Linked DNA regions of Mus musculus: region 1 is linked to region 2. A link is a contact called in public Micro-C data. All regions are on one chromosome and are shown on one strand. Each heading gives the region's core, a stretch centred on a gene start, on an enhancer-like site or on the middle of the called end of the contact. The rest is flanking DNA. Distances are from core to core; before and after follow the strand shown. Region 1 has its middle 96 kb from the start of Gm40304. Region 2 has its middle 110 kb from the start of Gm40303.

Region 1 (3,386 bases), core at 664-3,163, 72 kb before region 2:
GCTGGAATTCCCCCTGTTCCTGGGCTGAGAGGCATCTGCAGGCCTTTTCCTTTCTGTCCTGTCTTAGAGAGTGGAAGAAGACCCCTAACAGCCACCACTGGCCTACACACAGAGACACAGGCAGACAGACAACACACACACACACACACACACACACACACACACACACACACACACACACAGCACATTGGCTGTGCCCCTTCTTCTCCAAGAGTCAGCGTTAAGTGAGGTCAGGTTGGGACCTGACATTTGCAGTTCCCAGAAGCCATGGGAGCTGCGGGTCACGGCCCTCGCTCTGAGAGCCCCTCTCTTGCAGCATGTCTGGGCCCATCGGGACTTCCATTATTTCTCACTTGAATTACTGCAAAAGCCTAGTTGGAATTTATATATTTTTTAAAAATAATTTTTGGGGATTATAGTATATCATTTCCCTCTTTCCTTTCCTCCCGCTGGACCTTCCCACGTGTGTGGCCACTTCAGGGAAACCTAAAAAACAATAGACTTTTTGGGTAAAATCCTTTTCGAGGCCATTGGGGAAGGCTGGAGTAGATTCCACACACACTTACCTGGGGACATTTTAATGGATTTTCCTTCTATTGCTCAGGAATTGGCTTTACCTTTGACCCTGAGTTCTTGGATTTGCTGTTGTTTGCTTGGCTGTTTTCTATTGGTTTTGTTTTGTTTTGTTTTTCCAGAACCTTCAAAATATCTATGAGCTGTCCAATATTATTTGGGGAATAAGTTATTATACTTATCTTACTCTCTGTGTGCGTGCATGGATGCTTGTGCGCATGTGTGCGCGCTTGGGCTTATGTCACAGCATGCCTGTGGAGGCCAGAGGACAGTTTGCAAGAGGAGTCAGTTCTGTCTGTGTGGGTACTGGGGATCGAACTCAGTTTCCCCAGGCTTGGCAGCAAGCGCCTTTACCCACTGAGTCCCCTCGCTGACCCACAAAACCAGTGACTCAGCTTTACCGTTTGCAACCAAGAACTCTGTGTGGTTCATCCTTCCGCATGGCAGTGAGTACAGGCCTCTCACATGCTTACGTGATGCAATCGCTTGTGGACAGACTGCTGCTCTGGCTCACAGTCCCCTAGAGGACCAGACCTCCTGGGCCTGCTCCTATCAAGACTTAAGCTCACTTAAGTGTGATGCCCTTGCCTCCTCTCTGGGCCTTTGACTGGCTGTTGTTTTATGGAGAACGTTCCATTTGGATCCTCTGTGATTGGCCTTGCTTCACGGACAATAGCTTTATTACGGGAGACTCTTTCCTGACTATGCTATCTAAGATGGCTGACACCCCACAGAGTCTGACTTTCTACTGCTCATTTCATTACCATGAATTTTTTTTCTTATCGAGTTGCTTCCTGTGTGCCCTTACTCCACGATCCCATGAGTTTTATTTGCAAGTATTTTCTCTCAGGCTATTGTTTGTCTTTCCTTTTTCCTTAGTGTTGTTTTGAGAACCACAAATGCTTTTACTGTGAAGGGATGAGACAATTGCATGCCCTTTGAGATTTATCCTTCATCACCCACTCGCTCTTCCCCAACTTGAAGTCTTCAGTGTAGAAGTTGCTTGTGTGACCTTGCGCTGGGCAAAACCCATATCTCCAGGATCATTTTTTAAAAAAACTATCAATCCCTGGCTCTCACCAGCAGTTCCCAAGACCACTGACCAGTGTGTGAGAAGTTGAGTACTTCCCACAAGTCCACTCTGGTTATGGGGCTACAGAATTGAGCTTCCCATGAATAGACCCACCTCTGGGGGCCTGTGTGTGCTGGCACATCATTCTGGGTTTCATTTGGCTCTTCTTAGCTCCCTGCTGGGAGCCCTGAGTGCTCCGCAGCTGTTCCAAGAACTGGCTGCTCCTGCACTGCTCCTAAGCAGATGCCGCTAGCAACTGGTGCTTTCGGGCTCAGGACAGGGGAAACGTACTCCGAACGGGGAAGTTTCCCTTCTAAGAGCTGACAGAGCTTCTCAGCAGTGGGCAAGGAACATCATGAAACGGAACATTGAGCTTTGATGAACTGCAAAGCCTGGGAGAGTTAAGCTGAGAGTCAACGGAGACCTTCTAATCTATATAAACACCCGGTGATCAGATTCCCACCCAGCTTGGGGCCTTATTTGGTTGGAGTTTCTGACTGCCTCTCACAGGAAGTTGGGTTCTGAGCTAGGCAAACTGCTCTGGTTTTCTGGTCAGCTGTCTAAAAGAGCTCCCCTCAGGCATTCCCCATCATCGTGGGCATGGGTCAGTTCCCAAACTCAGGTCTTGTGAACATGGACCCTCCTGGGCCTCTGCTCCCAGCTTCTTCTCCCACATTGAGACATGGTCAGGAACTCTCTCTCTCTCCCTCCCTCTCTCTCCCTCCCTCTCTCTCTCTCTCTCTCTCTCTCTCTCTCTCTCTCTCTCTCTCTCTCGTGTGTGTGTCTGTGTGTGTGTGTGTGTACAAGATGACTGAAGCCTGAAGCCTGGAGCAGTGGGTCAACATTGCCTTGGGTCCCTGGTGCTCATTATTGGGACAGAAAGAGGAGGCAGGCTATTCAGAGGTATTAGGAAGAAGTAAACAGACCTTTCTGTATAATAATGTCCCTTGGACATTTGCAAACATTGCAAACTTTGGAAGTTGGGGCTGGGACTAGAAGTATGACTTCTGTTTAAACACTCTCTTCACTCTGTGGCTCTTTTCGGATTTCAGGGGTGGCAGCTGGCACACACCCAGCTAATCAGGATGTTGGAGACAATTATAGAATTAGTAGAAATGGGACTGGATTGGATGGAGCCTTTGAGCCTCCAGGGAAGACGCGATAACTCCGGCACTTATTGGCAGCCATCTTGTGACCATGAGTGGAGTGCAAACCTTAGAGTGGAATCAACACATGAAAGACAACCAGTTCTAGAGAGACAACATGAGTTTGATCCTGATCTCACCCTGTGACCACCTGAACCAGGCCGTGCATATTTGAGTCAGGCACCCTTATAAAAATCACATTTCTGCCAAGGTCTGTTCGGTGCAGGTTTACTGCCATGTGGAACTGAAAGGCCACACACAGTAACCCTTCAGTGACACTGTGGTCACTCATGCATTGTGCCTGTCACTGAGCAACTGTATAGGTCTCTAATTCCATATTGGAGCAGCTTCAGTACCTGGAGAATGTGGTTCAAGGCCATGGACACATGGGTTGGCACATACTTGTGTGACATTTCCCAAGTCCTGTTGCAAGGGCTCTGGTTCTCTTCATTCATCTATGTCAACACTGTCTGTGAAGATGGGAATCAGAGGCACAGAGAGGAAGAGTATACACAAACTCACACACCCTAAGTCAGGATGCATTGCTATGGAGCTGTTGAGCCCTGGACGTGCTCTCAGCCTCTACCTTACTATCC
Region 2 (3,145 bases), core at 220-2,719:
TTAATATATAGGAGAATATTTCCATTGTATAAGTCTATGGCCCTGGAAAGGACACTAGGTCATTCTGAGTGTTTCTTCTTTCGGGCCATGGAGCTTAACTGAGCAGACAAAATTCCTATCTGGACTGTACCAGGCATGTTGTAAGGATTAAATAAAAGGGAAAACATGCACAAGCTTTCAACAAGCCCCACATGGAGTGAACACCCTGGAAATATTAACTTTCCCCCTCATAACAGCAGCCGTTTTTATTACTGCCCTGCTTCAGTCAGTCTGGCCCCAGCCTCTCTCGCAGGACCTTCTTCGCTAACATGTTGATGGAGCCGAAAAGGCCAGATTTCTGGGGAGCCTCGGATCCCCTCGGCTTATAACAGAACAGCCCCGGCAGCTGCCTTGTTGAGCCTGTGCGTGCAGCCAGGCTGTGAGGCCGAGGCCTTGCTGATGTCCTGTCCTAGCCAGCCTCCTTCGGCTGCCGCGCACATGTTCCATAAATGGGAATCATTAACCGGGAGGCTCATAAACACTCTCTCCCGACAAGGTTGTGCAGCGCGTGCCGACTGTGTGGCAATCTCTCAGGCAAGCCCCTGAGCCCAGATACAAGGCAGCCATCTGTGCATGTAAAAACCTGTGTGCCCTGAAAAGAAACTTCCAGGAGCCAGGGTCTACTTCCCTAGCTACCTGAACAAACTCTGTTTCTGTTCCCTCCATACAAACCTGGCTAGTTGGTTCATAATAATTAGCAGATAGGCTTTCCCTTCTCCCTGAGGGTGTTCGAAACTCACAATTTTCTTTGCATTTACAAAAACCTCAAGACAAAGAGGGAAGGTGGGGAGAGTGGTTGACAGTCTAGGTGAGACCAAAAGGAAGCCATTCTACTGTAAGCTCCTGCAAATACATTATGCAGAGAGCTTAAGACCCTGGTATTATCAAAAGAAACCAATATCGCTCATTCTCCATAGATGATGAAATAAGGGCCCTGAGATATAGAAAGACCCAAAACTTTCCTGCACTAGACTTATGCTAAATTGGGGGTGGGAGAGGCAGTAGGATCACAATGGGGTTGGATGTCTTAAGGGTACAGAAGGTAGCACTTCAGTTAATAGCCCTGGTGCAATCATGCAGACTGGAACTTTCCAAGAAGAGGGGATCAGATGTGTTCAGTGAATGATTCCTTGAGCAAAATTACATCAGCAGAAGACCTTGAGAGGAGGTAGTGTCATCTCTCTCAGCATCAGTTTCTCCATTCGCAAACTGGACGGATGAGAGAGCTATTGAGAGAAGCTGTCTTCACTGAAGCTGTATACAGAGACTTCGCATGAAGCCAGTCAGTTCTGAGCTAGAGGAGACCCAGGGCCAACCCCTGATGACACCATTGCCCTCTGCCAAGGGAACAGGAAGGATGGGGGCATTGGGAGATCAGAGGCATGGAAAGAGGAAGAGAAAAAGAGATGGGGTGAGGAGAAGGCGGAACAGAGAGAAGAGGCTGGGCTAGCTAGGAGGGGAAGAGGAGGCAGCAGCCTGCAGAGCAGGGGGATCCTGGGCTTCATAAGCAAGAGGAAAGGGCGCTTTGGCGGCAGCCCAGTTTCTGATGGGGGAAAAGGAGACAGTTGGTTCTCCGATGGCTGGCAGATGCCCTGGGCTCCAGCAGATTAAAGGTCCTTGCTCTCCTGTCATACACATAGCCTTTGTTAGATTATTGAGCACCATGGGGGCATGGCTGGACCAAGATCTGATGGCTATCCTCCCTGAGTGCTATGTTGTATGAAGAAGGCACACAGGACTTCAGAGAATTCCCAGGGCTGGAGGAGACACTCTGTTGTCCCTTTCCTGATATCCCTGCCCCCCTCCCCCATCTTCAGTCTCCTGGCCCATTTCAGGTCTTTGTCCCAACAGCACAACCTGCCTTTTCTTAGTTCCTGTTCCTGTTCTTGATGTTGTTTTGACTGTGGGTTTCATGTAGTCCTGACTGACCTTGAACTTGCTACATAGAGGTTGGTTTTGAATTCCTGATCCCTCTAGCTCCACATCCCAAGTGCTGGGATTACTGGCATGCACAACCATGCCCAATTTCTTCTTGAGCATTTTTGTTTGTTTGTTTGTTTTTTTTTGTTTGTTTGTTTGGTATGGATGAGAAAGAAAATGCGTAGGACACTCAAAAAGAAGACAGAGAAATGGGAATTAGGTGGGTGGGGCCACTTTTCCTGCTATGTCAGTGGTGGACCAAGAGGACCAGTAACAGATGCACTGCAGAGGCAGCCTTTCATGGACTGGGACCAATTGGTCACAGTAACAGAGATTAGATCAGTAACTGACAGGAAGGCCTGTTACTAGAGCACTGCCCACAGAGCTCTTACAGCGCCTCCCCTGGTTTGCTCTGGAAGTGACCCCAATGGTCTCCACTGGCTACCAGGAGCCCCACCCTCTATCCTTGCCTGCCTACCTTTTAGAAAGCCACCTTGTCTGTCAACAGCCCAAGGAAGAATGAGTGTATCTCTGCAGGAGTGGAGCTCCTCACTCATCCTCTTTCAGAACTCTGCATTTCTCTGGCTAGAGGAATACAGATGGTGCAGAGAAAGCCAGAGGACTAAAAGCCGCCTCTGACTTTTAGGCAGAACCCTTTGTAGGCAATTCTGACATTCATTATTGTCCCAGTCTCCCATTTCCTCCCCTTGCATTGCAAGCTCCTATATGAAGAATGTCATACTCTTCCTGGACCTTATTAGTTAGCTTTCTGTCTTCCTTGCTATCCCAGCCATGTGGGGACTGAGGGATGGTGGCATGGGGCCCCTCCTGGGCTCCTCCAGCCTGCTGTCCTGACAGCTCTAAAGTGTGTTTATCCTTCTGAGGGATATACCACTACCCTCTGCTCTTTCTGCTTCCATTACCATCCCTTCAGGCCAGAGACCACCTTAGGAGAAAAAAGGAAAGTTCTCCAGGAGAGCAGAGAAACGCAGGGCCATTCAGAGCCTGTTTACGGAGGCTTTTCCTGAACTTTACAAACCCAGCACTAAACAAGTGTGAAAGGATTTTTCAAGGAAGAGACATGCTTTTGCAATTTGCTGGAAGTTTCCCCTCGTGTTCCAGAAAAGCAGCCCTCCCCATTACTCACTAGGGAGGCATGCAGGCCAGAGAGGAAGGCGAATTGAGG

Evidence for each region. A called contact is a pair of places that touch in the nucleus more often than the background predicts.
Region 1: a contact with region 2 is called in a Micro-C map of macrophages, with 3 times the contacts expected there. The contact joins two enhancer-like sites. A contact is called at or near these places in 1 of 39 promoter capture datasets (embryonic stem cells), 1 of 15 datasets of contacts at CTCF or cohesin (the NIH/3T3 cell line), 22 of 484 Hi-C or Micro-C datasets (B cells, the BV-2 cell line, the C2C12 cell line and 12 more), 8 of 115 datasets of contacts at active chromatin or transcription factors (bone marrow-derived dendritic cells, embryonic fibroblasts, embryonic stem cells and 3 more) and 4 of 9 other capture datasets (adipose tissue, embryonic stem cells, liver and 1 more).

What each region holds. Positions count from the first base shown.
Region 1 is chr5:53,449,663-53,453,048 of GRCm38.p6, reverse strand. No RefSeq gene overlaps it. Among named protein-coding and RNA genes, the nearest start is that of Gm40304, 96 kb to the left of the region's middle. Within about 2 kb of position 1,913, at least 39 of the 459 cell types and tissues checked have an H3K27ac peak or open chromatin away from gene starts, as enhancers often do. A contact at or near this core is called in adipose tissue, bone marrow-derived macrophages, heart atrium and 3 more, where this site is marked.
Region 2 is chr5:53,377,090-53,380,234 of GRCm38.p6, reverse strand. No RefSeq gene overlaps it. Among named protein-coding and RNA genes, the nearest start is that of Gm40303, 110 kb to the right of the region's middle. Within about 2 kb of position 1,469, at least 130 of the 459 cell types and tissues checked have an H3K27ac peak or open chromatin away from gene starts, as enhancers often do. A contact at or near this core is called in adipose tissue, bone marrow-derived macrophages, heart atrium and 3 more, where this site is marked.